Linked DNA regions of Mus musculus: region 2 is linked to region 1. A link is a contact called in public promoter capture Hi-C data. All regions are on one chromosome and are shown on one strand. The core of a region is the stretch at or near the end of the contact, and the rest is flanking DNA. Distances in the headings are between cores, read along the strand shown.

The links. Promoter capture Hi-C pulls out the DNA fragments that hold promoters and counts their contacts.
Region 2: a contact with region 1 is called in a promoter capture Hi-C map of liver, with 2.5 times the contacts expected there. The contact joins the promoter of Stra8 here to the enhancer-like site in region 1. A contact is called at or near these places in 8 of 39 promoter capture datasets (the C10 cell line, embryonic stem cells, frontonasal cranial neural crest and 4 more), 1 of 15 datasets of contacts at CTCF or cohesin (large pre-B cells), 1 of 484 Hi-C or Micro-C datasets (liver) and 1 of 9 other capture datasets (adipose tissue).

The regions. Positions count from the first base shown.
Region 1 is chr6:34,633,571-34,641,119 of GRCm38.p6, forward strand. All of the region lies in intron 1 of Cald1 (caldesmon 1), which reads left to right. Among named protein-coding and RNA genes, the nearest start is that of Gm13861, 17 kb to the right of the region's middle. Within about 2 kb of position 4,786, at least 34 of the 459 cell types and tissues checked have an H3K27ac peak or open chromatin away from gene starts, as enhancers often do.
Region 2 is chr6:34,916,301-34,923,849 of GRCm38.p6, forward strand. Stra8 (stimulated by retinoic acid gene 8) reads left to right here and starts at 4,648. Exons shown (of 9, transcript NM_009292.2): 1 at 4,648-4,754.

The DNA of each region.
Region 1 (7,549 bases), core at 3,536-6,035:
CTTAAAGCAAAGATGCATCTTATTCCTGTGCTTCTCTGATTTTGAAGGGCTCAGTGTTTATTTAGTGGAGGTCCACGTCAATTATGTAATCAGAAGCAGGCCCCCAGACTGCCAACGATACTCTGGAAAGCACAGGGCCTACTTCAAAGGCGGCTCCACATCTCCCTCCCCAGATGAAGCCAATTTTTTTTTTGAGAAGAACAAGGTAATTAGATTTTCTTTTTTTCAGAGAAAAAAATTATTTTTAAACTGAATTTAATGGGTCATATTTCTCTGCTCTGTAAAAACCTTGCAATTATCACCATGCTCTGGAAAATATAACTCAGTGACTCACCATTGTGCCAGGGCTGTGGGTCACCACACAAACAGGTCAGGTGACAGCTGGACAATGATGTGAACTCAGTTATCTGTGACATAGTCTCAACATGGAAACCAGCCATCGACGGTGGCTGGTATGCACATGCCAACACTTTTGTTTGTAATGGAAACCCGTAGGAGGGAAGACCAGGAAACTGGGTTCCAGTGTGTGGCAGAGACTTCAGCCATATCCCTTTACTGTGGAAAATCCAAGCTGGCCCCCTTGAAAATGGGCCTTCACTGGGCACAGGGAGCAAGTGCAGCAAGGCCCACACATCCACCACGTGTTCCTTTGCTTTTGCAAGAAATAAAGGCCTCAGTGACAAAGCATCTGCTCTGACCAGAGGCAACAGCAATACCAGGTAAAGCCAGGGACAGAGAATAAATGTCCTGAGTCGGAGATCACACTATACACCCCATGAGTGGCACTGTGAGAAGTTACTTTTTCCCAGTCTGTCTTACTGACATCCCTTAGACAACTCCCATTCTTCCCTCTAGCCTCAGCTTCGATCCTGCTTCCTCAGGAAAGCCTACTATACTCGGTGTGTCCTATACTCTCTGTGCTCCAACGAAGCCTGATGCTTCACCAGAGAAGGCTATTAGACAGCATTATAATTGCACTTACTATTTCTTTACCAGACTGGGAGCCTAATAGGTGTAGGGCCATGCCACTTGCATGTTGTATCTTCGCTTAGTGTTGTGTCAGGTACACAGTGAATGCCTAATATGTTTGTGTTGCTCTGAGCCAATATCATGGAGCCAACTGGATATCCATAGTGGAGTCTGGGATACCCAGATGACTGGAAAGTGCTCAAGTACTTTTGCACCCTCAACTCAGTTCAATAGCAATGAAATCACCACCACCAACTTTAGAAACATCAGCACCCAAGAAGCCACTATGAAGGATGGAGTTATAGTCCATGATAGCATAGAAAACCTCTGAACTTCAAGAGAGGATTAAGATAATCATGGAAATGCACACTAGCCTGTGTAGTCCAGCTGAAACAGTCGATCTGATGAGTTTCAGGCGTGCCTTGGAAGCTGGCTCATTTCAGCTTTATTCAGCTTTATTTCACCATTCTATTTACATGATCTTCCTGAAAACTCAGAGGGAATGTTGAGTTCATGTCTATACAGATGGAGATCCCAAACTTGCAAGGCATATCCAAAAGGCAAGTTTCAACCCATACTGGTGTGGGTGGTCTATGCACCCTGCTGTAACACTGCAGTGTCTGATGGGATGGGCTCGATACTACATATGTAAGGGCCTAAGATCTGTGTTTAGGATTTTCTTTGGATCCATTTACTACCAAATGTATTTGTTTAAATGGGAAACCAGTTCCATCTTGGCCAAAGGAGGAGCAGAGGTAAGCATAAAGGCTAGAGGAAGAAGTCCAATGAGGCAGAGGTTGCCTGTTAGCCCCAGTGGCACATGGAGCAGAGGTAGGTAGATCCTTGTAGCTCACCGGCTGGCCAGCCTAGCCAATGTGGAGAACTTCTGAACCAGTGAGAGACCCTGGCTTAAAGGAATAAGGTGGAGAGCGATAGAGGAAAATGTCCAATGTCCTGCTCTGGCTTCTGTGTGCGTGCACACTACGTCAAAGCAACCAGATACCCACATGCAAACAATAGACTCATAACCACGGGTGGGGGTGGGGAGGGGGAGCAATGATACCTGGGAGAAATGCGAAAAAACAAAACATAAAGGTGAATAGAACATATTTAATCTCCCAGACTAGAGCAAAAGGCTTCCAGTCTAGATTGCTTGGCAGAAACATGAACACCTATCTGCTGGTGAGCATATCCAGATGTCACAGATAAAGAAATCTCATACACTGGGAAGCAAGCTCACCCTCCCGCCCTTTACCCCGAGCCACTATGAAGGTTGAGGTGTTCTGATAGCCTACCTTGTACCTTTAGAAATCTCGTTTAAAAACCAGATATTCCCTCATCAACACCAGGATCCCAGAGTTGCCCGGTTAGAAAGAGGTTCTGTATTTGTTTGCAATATCACCCAAAGATTTTGCCCCTGGGGTGGGGAACAGGCCATACCAATGGATGGAGGAAAATTTCAGGGTGTGCTGAATTCAAAATATACATTCATATTTTCACTATTTTCGAATTTTTAAAAGAAGACTAGTTAGTATAACTACGGAACATTAGGCTGTATTCCCCAGGGGAAATTTTTAAATAGAAATTTGGGTCCACAGTGACCATTGAAAGGGGAGAGATGATATGCAAACTATTTGCTATTTTTGTGTGGCTAGAACCCAATTGTTTTAGATTGTATTTAGACTAGTTTTACAACTAGTTGATTTAAATATAAAACGTAAGTAACTATTGTACTTCTGACGGTAAATGTCAGCTCTATAGCATTTTCTTTGATAGTGTAAAATACTATCATCGTGAGGCTTAAATGAGGAAGTCAGGAAGAGTAGAGGAAATGTGTACCCTATACACTATTGAAGGAATTCAGATAATATCTAAAGACAATATCTGCTGCTAATAATACATCGGCAAAAAAACTCTTCTATTTTTCCACTTTCACTTAAAAATTTCTTTTTAGACGGAAACATTTACCTGATTTTTAACTTCTAATCTCCTTGTTAAATAATGGTAACTAATAGTTTCCAATATTATATTATGCTTTTTATGATATTTGAGCTACACATATTCTCCTATATATTCAGAATTATACTCACCACATATTAACAAAACTTACTTCTGAACATGGATATAAGTAATTTTATAAATGGTCTTTGTGTTTTTTTAGATGTGTCTACATATTTTTGTAAAAAGAAATGGTGTTTACCCTAGCAATTAATTCTTGTAAAAGATATGAGAATGTTGCAGTGCACTGAACTCTCCTCCTGATTAAATGGGAATTATAGACTGCAGTTTATCCGCTGGATATTGCAGACCAAGCTCCAGAGCTGGCTGTATGGCACACACTGATTCTTTTTGGAAACACTGCCAGACTGCAGCCAACACTCTATTATCTTGAGCATACTCCCTGCTAAACTAAGAATCTGTGCTAAAAGCAAGTCAGAAGTGCTTGGTTTTTAGAATTTTCTATTTGATAAGGTACCATAGCTTTCTTTTCTAATGCTAGTGGCTCAGTCCCAAGTGTATTTACTTACACAGGGAAGTAGAGTTCTCTTTGTTTTATGGTGACAACCAGCGTTGTTGGTGAGTTATAAGGGGAAACGAGGATGGAGGGATACTTCCTAGAAGATTTAGAATCATGTTTCTGCACGTGAATTGATCAGGTAACTTGTCAAACCCGTTGCCCATCGGAGGACAAGTAACACAGATGGTGAACTGACCCAATTTTATTATGCAGTTGAAAGTCAAAACAGAAGTTTTTCAGAAGAAACTCGATGAAATGTAAAGTTATGTAAATATTGGGTAAATAATGTGAAAATATTAACTTTCCTAGCAGAGTCCCGGAATGTTGTATGCTAGTTCAGTACTTGTCGAATGTATGGGTAACTCTCACCGTAAATAATTTAAGACACTGAGACTTCCTTGTAAAAATATTCTGCGTTTCTGAGACATCGAGTTTTACCATTTCCTTTTCAAATCTTCCCACTTCCTGTCCCCAAACAATTTGTTCTACTTCGTTTGAAAAGAGGTTGGGAGGATTTCGCATTCCCCATACAACTCTATCCATGTTGTAAGGCCGTTGCCTGTTTGTCTATGCTCCTGACTGGATGGTAGTGGAGGCAGAAATTATGTCTTCTTTTCTCTTTGTTTGCCTGCCCCTCTCTGCAGACTGTAGTACTCTATGTATAGACTCTGAACTCAATACTTGTGGGATTGCCTCGAGTTGCAATTTGCTAAGTGAGTCCATAGAAAACTGACTCCCCCATGCATGACGCCACCCACTCCAACTCTCCCCTCATCCAGTGTCCTGCAAATGCCAGAGATGCTGGAAGCTTGAGGAAATTTTATTTTAGCCTCATCCTCTGATGGCTACACAGATATGCTCCCCAGAGGAAAGGCGTCTATGAGACTTGAACCAAGCAAGTAACTGGAGCCTGAAGAGCCCAGTAGGATCACTACAATATCTAGATACTGACATTCCCTGCATATGCACAGGCACCATTACAAATCCAGCCATTTGGATGTCTGATTCTGAAGAGCCAAACCCTGGGTGTCGTGCTGTCCACACGTCTGGTTGATTGCCTGCGAACTTTCCCCTTCCATTCCACATGGCCTCGGCAACAGATAAAGTGTGGAGCCTTTCCCACATTTTACATGGTGCTTGGTGGTGTAAAATTCAGCTTTTGTGCTGTTCTTTTCTCTCCCTCTCGCCACTGCCTGGATCTCATTAGAAACCATTAGTGATGTTATACTAAACCTATGGAATCCTAAACATGCTTTCAAAACCCCGTGGAATAAAGATGTCTCCTACCAAACCCAAAATGCAAGGGAACAGACAAAGTTACATTTCTTTAAGAAAGACTGACTCATTTCATAGTTTCCAAATTGTTTTGACTGAAGCTTCTCAAAATAAACTTTCTTCAAGAGGCAGCCTTTGATGTCTGGCTTTGGAAAAGAAAAATCATTTCTCAGAGATACATTTCAATTCTTTTTGGGGTGTTCATGTATTTCTTTTGTGCTGATTAACTTATTTTATTTCAACCAGCGAATGACATGATATTAAATAGCCATCTGACTAGGGAAGAAAAGTTATGTTTGAAGTGGTCTCAACTCCTACATAAACTGAACATAAAGAACAGGCCATGTGATTTAAAAAAAATTTTTAATTACCACAAAAATAGCATCTCCAGATCCTGCCAGAGGGGGGATTTGGTCTGTTAAAGATAACGCACAGTTTAAACGTCACCAAAGTGGAAGATTAGATCTAGAGTTAAGCTTCCTAGTGAGACTTGTGATTCATTTGCTATTTCCTGGCTTAGGCAACATTTTTAATTTTTCACAGTCTCAAGCCTTAATCCTGGAAGGGTAATTCAAGTGTGAGAGCTCACAGACAGCAATTTGTTTGGAGTGGCAATTTGCCATGGGCTTGCCTCTGGGTCCTTTTGTATTCTTGCAGCAAGGGGAGTTAGAGGTAGCCATTCATTAAGTCCAGGTCTGCACAAGACCACTGAAACAAAGGATTTTTCAATCAAATTATTTTTTTTTCTTAAGCATTAACTAGCTTTTTTGTCGACAGATTCTTGTTAAAAAGATATCATTTATTTCTAGTCAAACAACTATAAGTGAAATTACATAATTGAGCAACCTTTTTTTCTTCTTTGTTTTAAAAGTAAGAATTCCCCTTAGACAGGCAGAAGAGAAGATGAAGACCCCAAAATCTAGTCATAACCATGCTGCTTATCTGTTGCTAACCAAGCTTCTTAACTTCACCCAATTTCAATTTCTTCATCTACAAATGGAGGGGGGAAAAATCCCAGCTCCCTGTGACTCATTGGAATACCAAGGAGGAGATGCTGTGACTTTTATCCCATAATATCTGTGAATTTCTCTCATCTCTAGTCTTGGTTTCTTTCCCCTCCCACTAGAGTGGTAACTGGTCAACGACAACTTGAGAGAGCATCTGACCCTCATTCTACTAACATGCTAAAAAAAAAAAATTAGACTCTGAGATCTGTATCCCTGGGTCAGATCTAAAGTGGAGGTGAAGAAGTGACCATTGCTGAAGTTAATGTTATTTTCCCTGAGATTTTAAAGCCCCACTTGTCCAACTTTCCTATCACCACCTTAAAAATGCCTTTAGATTCTTCCAGAACTTGTGTGTGTTTGAAGCCTGGTACCAGCATTTAAAATACCATGTGCCAAGTGTTTAATATATACAATGAGAAAAGCGTTCTTCTGTTGTTTGACCTGAAACTATCACTGCAAAACCCCAAGGTTTAAAGGAAGAGGGTAGGAGTGGGTACCAGAGAGACAAGTTTCAGAGAGAAGGCGGGGGGACTCCAGGAGGAGATGATCTAGCTCCAGCTCCCTCATTCTAGAAGTTGCTCTGGACATAGTCTGTGCTCCTGCTGAAGCAAATCTGCTTCATTAAACTGTTAAGTTTGCTAGAAGTTTCCATTTGGATTTACTCCCTCAGAGGATTTATTCTAAGACATGACTACAGTGCCTAGGGTTTTTAAGTGGCCACAGAATATCTTAAGACTTGAAGAGGAATGGGGAAATTTGTATTTTCTCTGTCTGTAAAGGTATTTTCATAATATAACCTTTATATTTACAGGAAAAAAAATTTTCAGAAAAAAATTAGTTTCCTTTTCATTGAGAGCTGCTATTAGTTTCCACAATTTACAAAAATGCATTTGCTTATGCAATGAAGGTACAGATTATTAACCATACAACAATCCAAGGTCATTTTATACTCAAACTCGCCCTGGCCCTTCCTACAGATTAATCTCGGAAGTGATTTATTGGTCATTAATAGCTCAGAGTTTAGACACAAGGGTCAGAGTTCAGGGTGCTGCAACCAAGAGGGAACTCCTTTCCGAAAGAGCTGGGGAGGAATCAATGTGCACGTGTGGATCTCATGAGCACTGCGCGATCTCTTTCTCCACAGTTTCACTCTTACCACCCCAAGTTGGGTATCAGACATCCGCAAACCTAACTCTGAGCCTCCGGCTAAGCCGCATTGCCTTCTGTATTCCCCCAACTTTCAATAACTATTGTCTGCTCCAGAGTGAAGAGTGTAGACATGACATCCAGGGTCCCTGCTCCTTCCAGCTCCCACCCCCTGAATACAGCTCACCCGAACCTGGCTGGGTTTCTCTGCAAATGGTTTTGCTCTTTTGCGCATCAGAAACAGCCTCACTCCTCTGATCATGCCCTGGACTTTAGCTCTCTGAGCCTCACCCTTTCTTCTGGGGGCTTTCCTAAGTACTGAGATCTACCTAGTCAGAAGTTAGCTGAGACTGCCGGATCCATTCTTCAGCCTTTAACATTGGAAAAGACTGAGGCAAGCTGAGAGTTTGTGCCTTGCCCAAGATTATGTGGCTAGTTAGTAGAAGCACCAGGACTTAAAATTGAGGTGACCCCACGTTCTCTCCATACATAGCAACTGTTGCCTGAACCATCCAAGTAGCAGATGTTTTCCTCTGATGATATTCATAAATAAGCAACCTGAGATGCCCGAGCTCTCCTGGGATGGCTCTTTCATTTCAGATGCAAATAAAAATGGTGGCTGGGCCACCACCTC
Region 2 (7,549 bases), core at 3,398-5,897, 280 kb after region 1:
TGTCTGAAGACAACTACAATGTACTCATATACATAAAATAAATAAATCTTTAAAAAAAGAAAAGAAAAGAAAAGCAGGCAGTGCTCTTAACTGCTGAGCCATCTTTCCAGCCCATGAATGAAATATTTAATAGCATCTTCATATCCTACAACAGCTATATGTCTGTTTTTCTTTCTTTCTTGAGACAGGGTCTCAGTATGTGGTTCAGGCTGGCCCAGAACTCCATATATAAAACAGTCAGTTCTTGAACTGGCAACGATCCTCCTGCCTCTGCCTCCTGAGTACTCGGATTACGGATGTACACCATCATGCCTGACTGGACCAGCCATCTCTTAGTGCTAACACATTCAAAGCTCTTAACTAACCCCCACCCCCAAAATTTTTACACATAAACAGCTGATGAACTAAAACTTTCCCTTTTTCTGTGTATGTCTCTATATGTATTTATAACGGCATGGGAAACTGAACAGGAAACTTCATTCACGACAGGCAAGTGCCCTACTGCCAACCTACAGCCCCCAAGCCTCATGCTGGAACCTGGTAGGAACCTTTGTCTGGCTACTACTAATGCAGAAAGCAAAGCTCTTTCTTTCAGATCACAGACTGTTAAAACTTCCTGAGAAGCGTCAGGTCAGAGTAGGAATTTGCCACCCTCTTAATTACCCTGCCTTCCACCCCTAAGGCAGGGATCACCATTTGCAGAGGGCAGCAGGCCACCAATAAAGGTGATAGGCTAGCCTTGGAGGCTATGAGTTTATGAGCCTATAAAATGCATCACTTTCGCTACAGAAACAACTCGCATCTCCTAAGTTAATAACTAGGGAGGCCTTTGCAAGAGCCAACTGTAGGAGCACACGGGGAACCAAGCCTATCTCCCAGCCTCTGCAAGAAGCTGGGCAGGGGTGTCCCACAATGTCCCTTCTCACTCCTTCTCCAGGAATCCCTCTTTAATGTCCCAGTCCTGAGGTTCTGCTCTTCACGCCCCGCCCACTGTGTCAAGAGCCACTCTGCTTATCCTCGAGAAAGTTTCTGTCCCCTTGTATCAGGATCTGGGACAGTGGCCCCTATCTATCAAATTCATGTGAGGGAATGTAAAGGAGTTATCCAGCCTCCACGTTCCCAACCTCACCCCAGCTTGCTCTGTGCCTTCAGGACCTCCCTCTGCAGCTATCTTGCTGCCAGCCTAGAGAGAGAGAGAGAGAAAGAGAGAGAGAGAGAGAGAGAGAGAGAGAGAGAGAGAGAAGACATAGAAATGCCGGGTATGTTGGCACACTGTATCCCCAGCCATCAGGAGGCTGAGGAAGATGATGTTATAGTTTGAGGCTAGCCTGAGCTACACACACACACACACACACACACACACACACACACACATACACACACACACACCAGGCCAAAGAAAGAAAAAGAGGAGAGAAGGGGAGAGGAGGGGAATGAGGACTGGGTGGGAGAGGAAGGGAGAAACCCACTTGCAAGCCTTCCTAAGAGTGGCCTCTTGAGCAAAGAGCCCAAAGTCAAGTTCACTGGATCCTCTTCCTGTCACTTCACAGCCTGAGGACACGCCTCCCAGAGCACTTTTACAGTAACCTTACATAGCACTGTCTTCAGTGTAGGACACTACATAATTGACTGAGGGCCCAAATAAATAAAACAAGAGAAAACTCTCACTCCCCCGCCATCCCTCTCTCCTTCTCCATCCTTCTGTCTCTCCCTCCCTCCCTCCCCTTCTCTCCTTTTCTCCCTCTCTCTCCTGCCTGCAGCATTTGGCCTTCAGAGTCCTGGGCTCTCGAGCCTTTAGACCCCAGAGCTTACACCAGTGTCTCCCCAAGTTCTTAGACACCACCACCACCACCACTCCCGCCTTGAACTGACATTTACTTCAGTGACTCCTCTGGCTCAGAGGTCTTTAGATCAGAACTGAATCCATGCTATTGACACCCCAGGGTCTTGAACAGGGAAACACCCTTGTCATGGGATTTCTCAGCCTTCATAATCATGTGAGCCACATCTCCTAGTAAGTCATTCACTTGCCCATTTATCTATCTATAAGGTTATTTACCCATCCACTCACGAGCCAGAACTCTAATTTTAGGCCTCCACACTTTAACAGATGAAATGGCTAAAATCCAATCAGAGAAAGATGGCTCAGCTATTAAGAGCACTTGCTGCTCTTGCAGAGGACCTGGGTTCAGTTGCTGGCCCCTTCATGTTGGCTCACAATTGTCCAGGGAATCTGATACCCTCTTCTGGCATCTGCCAGACATAAATTCAGGCAAAATACCCATACACATGAAATTGTGAGAAGAAATGTTAATTTTTCTTACAAACCAGGACCAAAGGACATTGAACCGAAGCAGCCCTCTGAGTTAGTCTAGAACGGGGATCTTGAAAGCCTTCCTGACAGGAAGGTGGTATCTGGATCAAGTAGGAGGGTGGTGAAACCAGGAAAGAAGCACAGGATTTCAGGGCAGCGCTCAGCAATGCAGGGATGCGGTCATAGGCCACAGGGCATACGTGGGAGGGGGTGGGCTTTTAAAGCTTCATGCAGAGGCCAGAGCACTGGATCGCCCCTGGAGTTGGAGTTGCAGGCAGTTGTGAGCTACCTTCGGTTCCCTATCCTTTGGAAGAACAATTTGAGCTCCTAGCCTCTGAGCTGTCTCTCCAGCCCTTGTAGGGTGGGGGTAGGGCAGGAGCTATGTTACATGGAAGCAGAGATGAAGTTCAAAGGATAGTGGTCATATGGATATTGTTAGGACCCCTGGAAGTCCCTACCATTCAGGAGCAGAGCCACTGGCCTTGATGCTGAGGAATTGCCTAAAGATCTCTTTTTCAATAAAGAAACCAGGCTACTGCAAGAGTTACATTTCTTCTGTGGAAGTCAAAGTATGGAAGGAAGCACGCATGTGTGTGTGTGTGTGTGTGTGTGTGTGTGTGTGTGTGTGTGTGTGTGTGTGTGTGTGAAGTAGGCAGGGGAATGGCAACTAAATTAAAGGCTGAGACCTGTCAGAGGTCAAAGTTTGCAAACCTCCACATTCCTCACAGGTCAAGGACAAGGCTCTCCAAGACAAAGGTTCACAGTTTCAGTACCCGTTCTGCACCCAGTAGCCCCAGCAGCAGGTACAGAGGTTTAAGCAGAGCCAGGAGAAGGACCATAGATGCAGGCCCGGGACCACCTGGAAACCCACAACGAAGGCCGCCCGAGAGTCAGAAGGGATAGGTCATGACCCAAGCAGAGCGTGGAAGTAAAAAGATACTTTTAAAACTTGCCTCCAAGGGGGTAAGGTGTAGCTGCTCTTTGGACCTGGTACAAGCCTTTGAGAGAGGCCCTGCTGCCATTCCTGTCCTCAGCACTCTTTTCTGTATCGGTCTGGCAATTCACTACAGTGTCTTACAAAGCTCCAGCTCCTTTAGCCAGCCATATCCCTGATAGTTTAGAGGGGAGCTGGTAACTGGGTCCCCACTGGTCCCCACTCCTGTACCTTAAGCATCAGATCTGTTTTCTGTCAGGAGCAAGAGCCTCATTTCTAAGCTCAGGTTAGCCACCAACTTCATTTTTTTTTTCTTTCTGGGCTACCTGATTGCTGCGACTACAGCTATGATCCACCATTCCCACTGAACAGTTTTCATTTTGTTTAAAATCCACAATCTACCAAAACCATTTGAAAGATGACACCAGGACTCGCTAGAGTCAAATTTAAGGTACCCTGTTGCATACTTTAGAAAGGGGCTCCTTTCTAGCCAGTCACAGTCACCGTGAGGTAGATCCCGGATTGGAATCCAACTTCTGGTGCTACCAAAGTCGTGGCTGCAGCTGCTACCTCAAGTGACCTCCGTTTAACCTCTGTGGAGGGGCGGGGGCGAGGATGGTGAAGCAGCTCACCTCAGGTCAGACTGCAGGAGGCACCCTCCCTCCTATTCACAGGCTGAGCCTCTCCCCTTCCAAGGGGCTTTTGCTTGCTTTCCTTTCTCTACAAGAGTGCGCTCCTAGTGTGCCAGTTTGATATGGTGGCGCTCGTAGTGTGCCAAACTGATGTGGTGGTGTCAGGACCATTGCAGATATCTCAAGATGCGAGGGAAAAAAGTGGTTTAAAGATAATAGCACATCTGATTTGAGGCGGAAAATGAGTTGTAGTCCCTCAACCTGGAGAAAACTTGTTGCTTACTACAAACAACTCAACACATCCTCTCTCTCTCTCTCTTTTCTTCTCTGCATTTTAAGTCCACCTTTAAGGTTCTCTTCTCTGCTTTTTTAGTTGGGAATCCCCTATTCCCCTCTCCTATTTTGTACCTATTCCCTCTCACATCTTCATTTTTCTCTTTCTTTTCCTTGAAACAGGGGACTGCTACTGGGACCTTGAAGATGGCTCCTCTATATCTCAAGAGAAAGTTATAGGTGGCATTGCCCTGGTTGAGGGGTGTAAGAACTGGCGCTAGCCGCCTGGATGGGGTGAAAAGGTCATCTTGCTCCTTCCACACCCTCTTGCAACCTGTGGCAAGTTGTTACAATGTTTTCACCAATGTCCACGCTCCCCATTGGCGCCCCACCATGCATCCCCATTGGTCATGGTGGCAGTGACAGGGCTGTGATTGGTTCGCAGCCTGGGGTACCAGGTCAGTTTTTTACCTGAGGCAAGAGCCTCTCTTCTTATTCTGCGACGGGCAGTCGTGAGTGACTGACTCGTCAGGGCTTCGTGCAGTTTCCTGCGTGTTCCACAAGTGTCGAAGGTGCATGGTTCACCGTGGTGGCCTTAAAGGTAAGTACTCTCCTACCGTTTGTGTTCTGAGAGTAAAAGTGGGTGCTTGTGAATGCATGCCCTGTCAGTGGATATTTAATCTGTTTGCACAAGTTTGTGTGTATGTGTGTGTGTGTGTGTGTGTGTGTGTGTCACCGGCGACTTAAGTGCGTGTGGGTCACCCGTGACTCCTAGAGTGTATGGGGAGGGTCAGCCGCGACTCCTAGAGTGTGTATGTGTATCGCCGTAACTCCCAGAGAGTGTGTGGGTCAGCCGCGACTCCTAGAGCTTCTGTGTGGATCACCTGTGACTCCTTGAACTTGTGTGAGGGTCATCTGCGACTCCTAGAGCGTGCGTGGGGATCACCCGGGACTCCTAGAGCTTGCGTGGGGATCACCCGGGACTCCTAGAGCATGCGTGGAGATCACCCGGGACTCCTAGAGCGTGCGTGGGGATCACCCGGGACTCCTAGAGCGTGCGTGGGGATCACCCGGGACTCCTAGAGCTTGCGTGGGGATCACCCGGGACTCCTAGAGCGTGCGTGGGGATCACCCGGGACTCCTAGAGCGTGCGTGGGGATCACCCGGGACTCCTAGAGCTTGCGTGGGGATCACCCGGGACTCCTAGAGCGTGCGTGGGGATCACCCGGGACTCCTAGAGCGTGCGTGGGGATCACCCGGGACTCCTAGAGCGTGCGTGGGGATCACCCGGGACTCCTAGAGCGTGTGTGTAGGGGTTACCCGGGACTCCTAGAGAGTGTGTAAGTCACCAGTGACTGCTAGATTGTGCTTGTGGATCAACCACGACTCCTAGAGAAGGGGGTGTTACCCGCTACTCCTAGAGGATGTGTGTGGGTCACCTGCGACTCCTAGAGGATCCGTGCATCACCCGCGACTCCTAGAAAACGTGTGGTGGTCAGCTGCGACCCCTACAGCATTTGTGGGTCACTTGAGACTCCTAGAGAACGGGGGGGGGGGGAAGGGAGTGGAGAGCGGAGTCAGGGGGGAAGTCACCTGCGACTCCTAGAGGATCTGTGCTGTGTGTCCTCCTCGACTCCTAGAGCATGCATGTGTGGGTCACTTGCGACTCCTAGAGGATGTGTGGGTCACTTGCGACTCCTAGAGGATGTGTGGTTCACTTGCGACTCCTAGAGGATGTGTGGGTCACTTGCAGCTCCTAGAGGATGGGGCGGGGGTCACCAGCGACTCCTAGAGGATCTGTGCATCACCCGCGACTCCTAGAGGATGTGTGTGTGTGGGGGGGGGGTCACTTGCGACTCCTTCGGGTCACTTGAGACTCCTAGAGAATGGGGGGGGGTCACTTGCGACACCTAGAGGATGCGTGTGGGGGTCACCAGCGACTCCTAGATGATGTGTGGGAGTTGCCTACGGCTCCTAAAGGATCTGTATGTCACCTGCGACTCCTAGAGTATGGGGGGGGTCACCCCGACTCCTCGAGGATGTGTGTGGATCACTTGTGACTCCTAAAGGATGTGTGCTGGTCACCTGCGACTCCTAGAGGATATGTGGGGTGCCTGGGACTCCTAGAGAATGTGTGGGGGTCACCTGCAATCCCTAGAGGATGTGTGTGTTGGGCCACCAGGAACTCTTAGAGGATGTGTGTGTCACCCACGACTCCTAGAACATGCGTGGGTCACTTGTGACTCCTAGAGGATGTGTGGGCCACCCGGAACTTATAGAGCATGTGTGTGTCACCTGCGACTCCTAGAGCGCATGTGTGTGGGTCACCTCTTACTCCTAGAGGATGTGTGTGTGGATCACCCACGACTCCTAGAGCCTGTGTGGGTCACCTGCAACTCCTAGAATGTGGGGGAGAGGGTCAACCATCGACTCCTAGAGGATATGTGTTTTACTCACGACTTCTAGAGAGTGTGTGGGTCACCCATGACTCCGTGTGTGTGTGTGTGTGTGTGTGTGTGTGTGTGTGTGGTGTGTGTGTGTGAGAGAGAGAGAGAGAGAGAGGGAGAGAGAGAGAGAGAGAGAGAGCAGGGATTCCTAGAGCATGTGTATTTATATCACCCACAACTCTTTCATGTTTGATAGTGATATTGGATTTTTACATAATCATAATCATTTTTACACAATCATAAGCATAAGGAATGGAAGAAAGCCCAAGTACAGCATATTGCTCCTTTCTACCTACCACTTGCTAATAAGAAGGCTCACATGCAAGGGGTTTTCAGAGATACTTAAAAATTTTGAAAGTTTTCTGAAACCTAGAAAAAAATAAGATCACTTATTTTTATTTAATCTAGGGAAATAAAAGAAAGTAATTAATTTAGTTCAGTTGGCTTCTCCATTAGTTTTGCTTGTTGGATCGAGACAGGTGTCTTTCACCACATCTAGCTTTGGGGAACTTTACAAAATGTTAGTTCCGAGTTGGTATTAAGTGGAGTTTGTATAGAAAAAATATCTTTGGCTATAAAAATGTGGTCTGGGTTGGGCAGTGACGGACACACTAATAATCCCAGCACTAGGGAGGCAGAGACAGGCAGTTCTCTGTGAGTTTGAGGCCATCCTGGTCTACAGGGTGAGTTCCAGGACAGCCAGAGCTACAGAGTGAAGTCAAGTCTCAAAAAAGGGGCAGGGGACAAGAGAAAAGCCTGTTTTAGACCTTGGCCTAGTGGTATACATTAGTCACTCCAGCACTGAGAAAAGCCTGTTTTAGACCTTGGCCTAGTGGTATACATTAGTCACTCCAGCACTGAGAAAAGCCTGTTTTAGACCTTGGCCTAGTGGTATACATTAGTCACTCCAGCACTGAGAAAAGCCTGTTTTAGACCTTGGCCTAGTGGT